2 separate regions of the Oryctolagus cuniculus genome follow, and region 2 is linked to region 1. Evidence: chromatin contacts called from public Hi-C data. All regions are on one chromosome and are shown on one strand. Each heading gives the region's core, a stretch centred on a gene start, on an enhancer-like site or on the middle of the called end of the contact. The rest is flanking DNA. Distances are from core to core; before and after follow the strand shown. Region 1 has its middle 80 kb from the start of ARF6. Region 2 holds the start of ARF6 (ARF GTPase 6).

Region 1 (3,343 bases), core at 254-2,753:
GGTTCACTCCCCAGGTGGCCACAACGCCAGGTCTGGGCCAGGAGGCAGCCGGGAAGCAGGAGGTGCCTCTGGATCCATCACGTGGGAGTATTTGGGCCGTCTTCCACTGCCGGGGGCATTGGCAGGAAACTGGACCAGAAGCAGAGTAGCCAGGACTTGAATCGGCACAGGTGTGGCACGCAATTGCTTAACCTGGTGCACCACACTGCCCCCCCCCCCACTCAGGACCCTCAGTGATGGCGCCCCTCACTCAGGAACCCTGACACAGGAGGATGCCTTTGCCCTGAGTTCCAGCAGAAATTCCAAACTCACCCAGCTTGGGTCATAGGCCCGCCCCTGCATCAGCCACTGAGCTAAGGAAATCTCTTATTGGCCAGTCAGGGTCAGATGAGCGCTCCTGAACCAATCACTTAGGCTAACGGGATATGCTTTCTTTACTGCCCAGTTGGGGTCATGTGCCTTACCTTGAACCACAGGCGAAGCCAACCTTACTCAAACCATTTGGGGTGGGAGAGGGATAAAGGTGGTTGTCCAAATGGTAGTCAGGGTAGAAGGGTTTGTAGAGACCAGGCCCCACAAAGGCTGTCTATTTTTGTACATATTATTTGAGTGACACCTGTAGCCTGCTCATTTCTGAGGTTCATTTCCGTTGTCAGCACAATCAGACTCCATCACACAATTAACTTCTCATGAGTGCGACGCTAGCATCCCATATGATCACCAGTTTGAGTCCCAGCTGCGCCACTTTGATCCAGCTCCCTGCTAATGAGCCTGGGAAAGCAGCAGAAAATGGCCCAAGTGCTTGGGGCCCCGCCACACAGGCAGGAGACCTGGATGGAATTCCACACTCCTGGCTTCAGCCTGGCCCAGCCCTGGCCATTGCAGCCTTTTAGGGCGTGAATCAGGAGATGAAAGATCTCTCTCTCTCTCTCTCTCTCTCTCTGTCTGGCTTTTAAATAAATCTTTAAAAAAAAAAGAAAAAAGAACTTCGCATGAGCATTTCACTTCTCGCTCCCAACGTGTGTCGGAACTCGCCATGGATGCTGGTGACTCACATGCCCGTTTGCCCGCACTCCGGAGGAAACCGGGGGCAGAGCCGAGCTGGGCGAGCCGGGCACGCCTCCCATTCATCACCGAGAGCCAGAGGAGCAGGGCTGCTCGTCCTGGTGTGACCAGGCCTCGGAATGAGAAGAATGTGGGATGGTGATGGGGCAGGGAGCTCCCCTCCGGGAAGAAAACCCACGGCCTGCCACGGAATTGGATTGGAGAAAAGCTGGCTTTCCTTTTTTTTTAAGTCACACAGGGACCGTCTTTTTGAAATATGTGTAGCAAAACCTGGAGCGCAGCTGAGAACAGATTGAGAGGCGCAGTTGTCTTGGAAACTTCAGGTCCTGAATGAATTGGAAGGGGGGGGGGGTCAGAGGGATGCTCTCCGCCCTTCAATCAGCAAAAACGCCCGCACCCCGGGTGCCTTAGCCTCTTGCACTCTCCCAAGGGTGACACCGTATTAATCAGTTTGGAACCCTGCCGCCCCCTTCCTGATGGCTCCGGTCCAGGGACACTCCCTGGAGGGGGGGGGGGCAGGGCACCCACATCCCATAATCCTCCGGCTTCACCCTTGCCTGTAGGCACCTGCAGATCTGCCTTGACTATTTCCTGTTCAACTCAACAGGTTTTAATCATGTGAACTAATATTTGCTCACTATTAAACCACATTTACCCTCGCAAAAGGCAAACTCCCAAAGACTGAGGATTAGGCGAGCCCAGAAAAATCCAAACATGTATGCAAAGGAGCTCCTGGTTCCCGCCACCCCGCGTTTCCTTCCTGCCCCGGCTGTGTCCAGCCCTCTGCCTCTTCACGGTCTCCCAGCAGTTCTCTCTCTGCGGTTGCCACCACCCGCTCAGCAGGGCTGAGCTGTCCTCCTGCCTCCCCCGTGGACGCGAGGGCCCCGGGGGGCTGCCGACCGGCTGCCCTCTGTGTGGCTTCCAGCTCCTGGTTCTGCCCAGGCTCTTGAGCACGGTCTGAGACGAGTTGAGAAGCCTTGTTTCTCAGTGCCTGTCAAGCACTCGGCCTGGTTTGTTCCACTGCCAAGTTTCTCCCTCATAATTGTAACTTGTTTGTCCCCAAACACATTCAGTTCTCACAACCAAGAGAGCCTGCATACAAGAGACCAGGAAAAAAAAAAAAAAAAAAACTAGAACTCTACAGAAGAACTCTACAGATACAAAGAGGGAAGCCCGTTACATGAGACTGCATTTATGACAGCAGTGAACCTAGCAGTTCCTGAGGTCTCGGGTTGGGTGGCTGCTAGAGTCCCATGTTCTTATTTTGAGCTTAGAGAAAATGCCGGGTCCCGACCACTACCCCCCGCCCCACCCCCACCCCTGCACAACCCAGGCTGCTGGCGCTGAGACGCATCTCTAAGAAAAGGAAGGGAGAACCAGGTCTACCGACCCGCCAGAAGTGAGCCCTCACCCTCCAGGCCACTCGGCAGCCTTTCCTTGACGAGAGAGCCTGGGTAGAGGTGACCAGAAACCTGGCCCACAGCCGCAGCCCTGGGCACGGCCATGCGTGAGCCGCAGAGGGGCGCCCGCCCCGCTCCCTGCGCCAGCTCCGTGAGCGCAGGCTTGAGGGGCTCCAGCTTCAGTATCTCGCTCAGGGAGCTCACGCGTGGCTTCCTCAACGCTCCGTGCTCCACCTCCGTACTGTGTGCTCCAGGATACCTGTTCCAGGGAAGGCCAACTAACCACCTGATCAGTTGCCCTCCCAAGGGGTCTTCGAGAAGTTCCTGGGAAAGACACAGCCTGAGACACCTGAGTGTGGCTTTCCAAGCAATTTTGCATCAAAATCATCTTTTCATTTCCATTTTCCATGAAGCCTCTTCACCATCCCCTTTCTCCGAAGATGCTAAACTAAACATAAATAAATAAATAAACCCACCGGATACGTGATCCTTGAAACCAAAGAAAATCTGCCACACGCCATGTTCTCTCATCACAATTTGCCTGCAGGTATGAGCAGTTGGTCTGTGCAACATGCCCATGCAGATGGCCCCACGTGTGCTGCACACACACACACACACACACAAGTGCTGGTGTCACGTGTGACAGTCGGCAGAGAATGTCATGCTCTTCAAGGCAGGCACCAGCCCAGTTGTGACACTCAGAATGCAAGCAGGAAAACGTGTGATTTCAAGTCACTTTGGATTAGATTCCTGGAGTTCGGCCAATGGAGCAATTTCCCAGCAAAGCAGTTCAGACACTTGCACACTCAGCTCCTCCCGCCCGAAACCAGGCTCTTTGTCAAGCCAAAGAGGAAGTCCCTGGCTCTCTCCAGCTCAAG
Region 2 (3,343 bases), core at 312-2,811, 80 kb after region 1:
TGCTATGTTATGACGACCCTGGGTTTTATTCCTACTCATGCATGATGTATGTCTTAGGAGTTAATAGCTGACATTTCAAATAAGTTCTTACATTACCTGTTTAACATACTGATGTGCAACTGGAACATATTACAATGATATTACTCATTATTTGCCACTGTGGGCTAAGTTTACTTATACTGGTCTTAGGTCACATTTGAAATTACTAAGTTAGAATTCATAAGGGGGGGAGCCTTAAATATAAAAGACAAACGGCAGTTTGATTAAGCAATAATTTTCAGTTTACTAGATGAAACAGACTTGCAACATAGTCTGCATGAATGCAAAATAAGCCATCTACAGCAAGTGATAAGGAAACTGGATAAAAAAAAAAGGAAAAAAGCATACATTTGGGGGGGAAAAAGATTCTCTAGAAATAAAAAAATCAAACCATTATTATAAAGGACTTTACCAAGAACTGCTGTATTTCCCCCACCCCATTTGCTGGAAGTCAACAAGAGCACCTAGCACTTTGTGTTCATGTCAAACGTCAAATCAGAGCATCCTAACGCAAAGCGGAATAAAGAAAAGAAAAAAAAAAAAAGCAAAAAAAAAAGAAAAACCCCAACCCCCCCTCCCTAAACCGTAGAACTGTAACTCCAGAGTTCAAATTCAAAAGAAGAGAAAGTGGCGATTGAAAGAGGTGATGGTGGCGATAATCCTATGAATGGGTTTTTGATTTCTCTCCTTCCGGGGGCTGGGTGGAGAATGCTCATTAGGACTTGTAGTTAGAGGTTAACCATGTGAGCCCCTCATAGAGTCCGTCCCCTGAGGTGGCACAGGAGGGCTGCACATACCAGTTCCTGTCCCGAATCCGGGTCAGGCCCAGTTTCTCCTGGATCTCATGGGGTTTCATGGCATCGGGCAGGTCCTGCTTGTTGGCGAAGATGAGGATTATGGCGTCCCTCATCTCCCGGTCATTGATAATGCGGTGCAGCTCCTGGCGGGCCTCGTCGATGCGGTCGCGGTCGGCGCAGTCCACCACGAAGATCAGACCCTGGGTCCCGGTGTAGTAGTGCCGCCAGAGCGGCCGGATCTTGTCCTGGCCTCCCACATCCCACACGTTGAACTTGACGTTTTTGTAAGTCACCGTCTCCACGTTGAAGCCCACGGTGGGGATGGTGGTCACCGACTGGCCCAGCTTCAACTTGTACAGGATTGTGGTCTTGCCGGCCGCGTCCAGGCCCAACATGAGGATCCGCATTTCCTTGTTCCCGAAGATTTTGGATAGCACCTTCCCCATCGCGACGGAAGAGCCGGGGCCGGGGGCATTCAGGTGTCCCGGTTCCCCCTCAAGCCAACAACGCCGCCGCCGCCGCCGCGAAACCGAAACGAAGCCTCCCTGCCGCGAGGGCGCCCGTGCGGCCTGCGTGGGAGTCGCCTCCTACGGGGCGAGAGGCCCGGGCCTGCCGCTCACTCGGGCATCACCGACCCGCACAACTTGGTTCCTCCAGCCGCCGCCGCCGCCGGGGCCCTGAGTCTGCGCCCGGAGAGCCGCCGCCCTGCTGAGGCGCGGCCCGGCCCGGAACTGCCCTTCCCCCCCGCAGGCGCCGCGCGAGCGCCGCCGCCGTGCCCGTTCCTCCGCCCGCCCGACGGCCCGCCGACTACCGGGCTCGCCACCGACCCAGGCCACCCGTCAGGCAGCGCGGCGCCGGCGTCCCGTCAGGTCATGGATCCTCGCGGGAACTCAGCGCGCTGCCTGCGGAGACACAGAGAAGGAGAAGGGAGTTACCGCCGGAGCTCCGAACGGGAGCGGGCGCGGAGGCCGAGGCCGCCCGCCTTAACAGCTCGGCCCCCGGGTGTCGGTGCCGGGTGGTGGTGGTGGGGGTTACCTCCAGCCGCCGCCCCGAGCACGGGCTCGCTCCGGCCGCCGCCACCTCCTCCCAGCTCTGCCGCTGCCGCTGCCGGAAAAGGCGCCCAAGAAACCGCCTCACTTCCCCTCCCGACCACGCAGGCGCAGCGCAGGCCGACCGTTCGGACAAGAGCGACCTCTGGAAGGAGAGCGGCCCGCGCGCCCAGCGTCACGGGCGCCACGCGCCGGAGGGGGCGGGGCTACGGCGTCCCGGAGGGCTCGCGGGTGCCGCCCGCCCGAGCCCGCGCGCCTCGGGCTCTGGCCCGCGCCCACCTGTCGCTCTCGCCGCGTCTGCGCGCTCGGCGGCCCCTTCGTTCCGCGCCTCTGCCCGCCCCCGCAGTCCGGGGAGCAAATACTCCGGGGAGGTGGGGAAATGGAGCCTCCGCAAGGGCGGGGCCGCCGGACGAGCCGCCCCCACGGAGCCGCTTGCAGGCCCGGAAAGTTCGGCGGACTTCGCGCGCCCCGGGTCTCCCGGGGACGCCTTGGCCGCTTTTTAGCTTTTTCTCCGACCCCCTCCTTGGTATCGTTGCCTCTGGTGTTCAGGGTTTTCCTGGAAGACGCATGGGAGGCCGGCGCGCTCGTGTTGAACCCGCCAGTCAGTGGCGCGCCGTGGCTGGGCTCGGGTTTGCTCGGAAGCCCCTCTCTCGAACACTGGAGCCCTGTCCGTGTTGCATCAGGACCAGCTCACGTTTCTTGTAAAAGCTGGCGGTGAAGAGCTTTCTGGAACGCGATGAACTGTTCTTAGTCCAGTGTCACTTCCTTTTAGTATGGGAGCGGCAGCTGCTCACCCACCCACCCACCCGTGCTGCAGTCACCTTAGCGTAGGGTGTAGAACCTGAGAGGCCACTTAACCTCGTTCGCTGATCTCCTGTGTAAACTGACCTCGCTTACTCCGCCCCGCTTGGAGGATGAAATAATACCATGTTGGTGGAAGACCAAGGAAATCTTTGTATCGAAGGGTTACTCTAAAGTTGAAAGAAAGTGAAAGCTAAAGTAAATATCAAATAAGGGGAGGAAAAAAAAAACAGGAAATACGCTTGAGTTGTTTTTTTTTTTATTTTTTTTATTTAAGAAAGATGCTATGACCGCGTATGCTAACATTTTTACTTCGCCAGTTGAAATCTGACAGCGGTTACTAAGGCGCTGGTTGGCACAGCTGAGCTGCATATCAGCTTGGTTGGGTTCGAGTCCCAGCACCTGATCCGGCTTCCTGCTAAGGCCCATTCCACTCCGGGAGGCAGCAGGTGATGGCTCAAGTTCCTGGCTCCCTGCCACCCACCTGGGAGACCTGGATTGAGTTCCAGGCTCCTGCTTCCACCTGGCTATTGAGAGCATTTGGAGAGTTTAAGCAGCACGTGGAAGATTTTGATCTGTGTCAGCTGTTCTGCCTTTCAAGCAAAAAATATTTTTTTTAATTTAAAAGAAAATTTGGTAATATCAGGCAGATTAAAC

What was found. A called contact is a pair of places that touch in the nucleus more often than the background predicts.
Region 2: a contact with region 1 is called in a Hi-C map of an unstated tissue, with 2.8 times the contacts expected there. The contact joins the promoter of ARF6 here to the enhancer-like site in region 1. A contact is called at or near these places in 3 of 6 Hi-C or Micro-C datasets (ear pinna, skin fibroblasts and an unstated tissue).

What each region holds. Positions count from the first base shown.
Region 1 is chr12:26,119,903-26,123,245 of mOryCun1.1, forward strand. No RefSeq gene overlaps it. Among named protein-coding and RNA genes, the nearest start is that of ARF6, 80 kb to the right of the region's middle. Within about 2 kb of position 1,504, at least 3 of the 8 cell types and tissues checked have an H3K27ac peak or open chromatin away from gene starts, as enhancers often do. A contact at or near this core is called in ear pinna, where this site is marked.
Region 2 is chr12:26,199,784-26,203,126 of mOryCun1.1, forward strand. ARF6 (ARF GTPase 6) reads right to left here and starts at 1,562. Exons shown (of 1, transcript XM_051822816.2): 1 at 1-1,562. The coding sequence starts at 1,282. The coding sequence ends at 755.